Regions from separate parts of the Sus scrofa genome. Here region 2 is linked to region 1. Evidence: chromatin contacts called from public targeted proximity ligation data. All regions are on one chromosome and are shown on one strand. The core of a region is the stretch at or near the end of the contact, and the rest is flanking DNA. Distances in the headings are between cores, read along the strand shown. Region 1 overlaps LOC102158034 (a long non-coding RNA gene). Region 2 has its middle 360 kb from the start of MYC.

The links.
Region 2: a contact with region 1 is called in a targeted proximity ligation map of alveolar macrophages, with 8 times the contacts expected there. A contact is called at or near these places in 2 of 2 datasets of targeted methods (alveolar macrophages and skeletal muscle).

What each region holds. Positions count from the first base shown.
Region 1 is chr4:11,135,378-11,137,888 of Sscrofa11.1, reverse strand. All of the region lies in intron 2 of LOC102158034 (a long non-coding RNA gene), which reads right to left. Among named protein-coding and RNA genes, the nearest start is that of FAM49B, 660 kb to the right of the region's middle.
Region 2 is chr4:12,098,869-12,101,379 of Sscrofa11.1, reverse strand. No RefSeq gene overlaps it. Among named protein-coding and RNA genes, the nearest start is that of MYC, 360 kb to the left of the region's middle.

The DNA of each region.
Region 1 (2,511 bases), core at 4-2,503:
TTAGGTGGCTGTCACATGGTGGTGAAACTGCATCTCCGAGAACAAAGGTTTATAGTGGATCTTTTAAGACTCTGACAGAAACTCACGCCCCTACCCAGAAAAAGTCACATAGGGACATAGACAATTTTTCATGCAATTTCAGGTGCTTCACAAGCTCTCTGAGCCCATACATGAATGGGACTCCAGATCACGAGCCCCCGTTTTATAAGAAGAATTTCAAGGCAAAAGCACTTGTGACGTTTGGATTGTCGATTGTTAATGACCTAGAATTAGTCTGTCAGCGTCCAACACTGCTAGTTGGCTGTCTGCCCTCTCACACTGCAACAGGGAGTAGAGCTGAAGCACTTGCCATGTGGTGGCCACGGGGCAGGAAATGGGATCACAGGAGGAAACAAAGCACCGAGCGGGGATTGGAGAAGTGGTCATCACCGCCAACCCCCAGATGTGTCTGAGTCAGTGTCGAGTCATGGATCTGAATGAATCAAGGACAGCCCCTGTTTTGACCTTCCCTCCGCATCTGAGACTCTCTTTAGTCCTCACAATAACCTCGTGACATTAGCAGGGAAAGACTAGCAGATCCACGTCAGAAGATGAAAGGATCAAAGTTCCGAGAGAGGGACTGACTTTCTCTCCCAAGGCTACATGTGGTTAGAGGCAGAGACGGAACTTTGTCTGTTTCCCGCTTTTTCAAGGCTATTTCCTTTGAAGACAAGATAGCTTGAGATAGCAAGATAAATGATGTGCTTCTGGGAGGTTCTACTGTGTTGCAATGGGATTGGGCACCAGGATGCTAGTTTGATCCCTCGCCTCGCTCAGTGGGTTAAGGCTCCAGCATTGTTGTGAGCTGTGGTGTAGGTGACAGACACGGCTTGGATCCAGCATTGCTGTGGCTGTGGTGTATGCGGGCAGCTGCAGCTCCGATTCAACCCCTAGCCTGGGAACCTCCATATGCCACGGGTGCGGCCCTAAAAAAAAAAAAAAAAAAAGAAAGAAAGAAAGAAAGAAAGAAAGAAAAAGAAAAAGATCCTCCAGCGTTGCTGCAACTTTAGGTCACAACTGCAACTGCAGCTCTGATCCAGTCCCTGGCCTGGGAACTCCGTATGCTGTGGGGCAGCCAAAAATGGGAGAAAAAAAAAAAAAAAAAAAAAAGATGTACTCTTATCTGGATAGTGATCCAGTTGTTGCTCAGAGTGTTGGGACCCAGGACACTGCTGAGGTCATAGCATTCAGGAGGCAGTGGGGGAGGCCATGGAGCCATTCAGAACACCGTCTGCAGTTTTCGACAGACTTGGGTTCAATAGCTAAGGCTGCCACTGATATCTCTGCAAGATTGACCAAGCTCTGTAACGTCATTGGCTTTCGGTTTCCTTGTCTTTAAAATCAAGATAGCAATATGCGTCTCCAAAATTACCCAGGGCAAATGAGACACGAGAAGTGAAAGTGACCTCTCTCAGCACGGGCTCCTCTTCTGAGGGCTTCAGCAGGCACAGCAATTTCCCTGAGATTATAAATCCTATCTGCAGGCTTCTGACACCAATCTTCTTCTCTCATTTCACCCAACAAGGGCAACCAGCCTGCCAGAACGGTCCACTGGCTGACCTGCCTGGCACACCCAACTCTTGTCTACGTCACGAGAACAGTATGTGCCAAGAACATCTGAGACCTTAATACTTGAAGGGCGAGTCTTTACAGACTTAATGAGGATCTATTTTTAAACACTCATGCTCAGAAATAGAGGACAATAAGCTTGTGAATGCAGAACATTCTTGATGAAGAGAGTTGTTACAGGGTCTGTGTCATGGAACATTCCGGCTATCTTTACTGTCCTTATAATAGCTTAAATCTGTTTACCTATTTAGTCACTTGCACCATTTGAAGGTCACCCTTCTATAAGGAAATAAAACATGATATATTGTGGCTTGTTATGAGAAACAACTCGATTAGAGTTATTTTTCATTTAGGTAGTTAATTGTAATAAATATGAGTAAACTCTGCTATGATAAAGAGGTACAGTCTCCATACCATGTGTTGCAGAGAGAAAATGGGAAAACCCTAAAACTATAGTATTTAATGTATAATGTCCAAACACTTGCTAATGATGTGACTTTGAGAAAACCAGAGTTAGGTTTTCTGGATTAAAGTTCCTGGATTAAAGATCCAGCATTGAGAGTTCCCTTTGTAGCTCAGCAGTTAACAAACCTGACTAGGATCCATGAGGATTTGGGTTCGATCCCAGGCCTCACTCAGTGGGTTAAGGATCCGGCACTGCTGTGAGCTGTGGTGTAGGTCCAAGACATGGTTTGGATCCTGCATTGCTATGGCTGTGGTGTAGACCTGAAGCTACAGCTCCAATTCAACTCCTAGCCTGGGAACTTCCATATGCCATGGGTGCTGCCCTAAAAAAAACAAAACAAAACAAAAAAAAAAAGATCCAGCATTGCCACAGCGGGGCACAGCCAAAAAAATTAAAATTAAATTAAAAAAAAAAAAGAGAAAAACTCTCTGATGTAT
Region 2 (2,511 bases), core at 5-2,504, 960 kb before region 1:
ATGCACGCAACGCCATTCTTCTCTGTAGCTGATGGCACATGGCTTGTGAGGCCTTCCTTTTTTTTTTTTTTTTTTTTTTGTCTTTTTGCCTTTTCTAGGGCTGCTCCCGTGGCATGTGGAGGTTCCCAGGCTAGGGGTCTAATCGGAGCTACAGCTGCCGGCCTACCCAGAGCCACAACAATGAGGGATCCGAGCCGCGTCTGTGACCTACACCACAGCTCACGGCAACGCCAGACCCGTAACCTATTGAGCAAGGCCGGGGATCGAACCTGCAACCTCATGGTTTCTAGTCAGATTTGTTAACCACTGTGCCACGAAGGGAACTCCAGAGGCCTTCCTTTTTTCTGGATGGGTTTTAGAAGTGGACAGGAGGAGGATGTGGTCTGTACACAGTTACTCAGAAGGCTCTGCCAACTATGAGTTCTTTGCTGGCTGGAGCACTCGGCTCTGAAACATGCTGCAAGATCGAAATGGGCTTTTGGGGCTGAGTTATGCTCTCAGTTACACTCGTGTGACAAAGATTGCTATCTTGACTCTTCAAGCCAAGGAGGGAGGGGTCTATGTGGGCAGGGGGCAGAACGGGGAATTAGATGTCCTTAGACGTGGCTCTTAGAGTTCTTCAGAAATAAGAGGTTATAGCCGGGTTTTGCTGGGGGGTCAAGGTGGGCGGAATGAGCTCATAAGCCAAGTACAAACCCAGACAAGGAGGAAGTGAATTCACATTCTTGCTTTCTACTAAGGCAAGAAAAACAAAACAAAACAAAACCCACCGACCTGTTCCCAAGAGCTCATTTTCCATCTCTGCTGGGCTCATCAGAGTGCAGCGCGAGTCTGCACAGAGGCCTTGGTGGGAGAGGGCTGGTGAAAGCTCACCTTTGGAGCCCCTGCCTTTTTTATATGAAACATGCCCCGGACTCTCCTGAGGGCCCCGCTTATGGTGGATGCAGCCTGCTGGGCCACAGAGGGAAACTGCAGGGGGTGTCCAAGTTCACATGGCCCACATTCCAGGGGAATGTTTTTGACATTGAGCAATAGAAGGGCTCTGCCAGGTTTGGGTCTGTCCGATTGGAATGCAACCGAAAAGGAAAGTCCCGGAGTGATTCAGATTCTCACCTCCCCACAACCTCTTCTTGTTTTTTTTTAATTCCTTTTAATTCTCTGATGACGAACTCAGCCCAGCACGCCTACTGACCCCATAGCCCTTGTTGGTGCTGATAAAAGTGCAACTGCCTGGGAGATAGGAATGTAAATCAGAATATTTTGTTGAGTCATGTGTACTCTGCGGCTCTTTCCCAAACATTGCATCAGACCCGTAATTGGCAGCTCCCAGGACTCTGCTGGGTGACATTGAATGTCCAGGAAAAGCTCAGTCCGTTTCTCGACAAAATGTACTCTCACTCACTCCATCTGCCTGGTGGTAATATCCTGTTCTTAAGAAAGCCGAACCCCTGGACGGAGCAGAGGCACAAACCGGTTTTGTAGATAAGTTTGAAAAATAAGACAATTGGCCTTTCCCACCCACTCGGGTCTCTTAGCAACAAGACAGCTGATGGTATCCACCCGGGGGGAATAAAGGCACAGAACATGTGGGGGAGCCTGTCTGAATTCCTGCCCGCCGTCTGATTTATTGAAATCTTCCTGCATTCTTGGGTGTGGAGACCCAGGAGCCACGTCATAAGAGCTTTCCCCTGACCTTCTCATGACCCCCGCAAATGAGCAGATAGAGGAAAAATCTCAGCATGGAATGGACATTTTTCCTCTGTGAGAATCTGCTTTATCTGAGGGGGCCATTTCCTTTGATCTGGGGAGTCACCATTTGAAAACTTGAATGTGTTTCTAGAGGGAGGCAGGCTGGGATGGGACTCTGGAGAGAGCATCAGACTTGGGATGGGGGGGGATGTCTGATGTCCCCGGTGCTCTCTCCCTGTGGGACCCCAGGCAGGAAACCCCTGTGCTCTCCCCTCCACCCAGCACTGGCGTTCTCAACTGCAAAGTAAGGATGCTGCATTGGATGCCTTTCAGCACTGAATCGGCGATGAGTGTCTCTGTGTGTGTGAGTGTGTGCATTTATATCAACTTTCTATTCTAACATGTGAGAATTACTGAGTGGTAGAGCAAGGCCGTGAGGCCAGATCTGGCAAAGTCGGAAGCCTGTATCCATAACCACTGTGCTCTCCTCGGGCTGTGCCCACAGAGGAGCCACAGCATGGGTATCTTATGTTGTATCTGGGGATTTTTTTTTATCGATATCTATGAGTCCATGGGAGTTGAGTAGACCTGGGATGTTGCAGAGGATTTAGGCTTTAAGTCAGAGGGATCTGGGTTCATATTCTTGGTCTGCCTCTTAATATTCATATGGCCTTGGGATGCTCAACTATGACATGGGAATAACAAATCCTATGTGTTGGAGTTCCCGTCGTGGCTCAATGGTTAATGAATCCAACTAGGAACCATGAGGTTGCGGGTTTGACCCTTGGCCTCAATCAGTGGGTTAAGGATCTGGCATTGCCG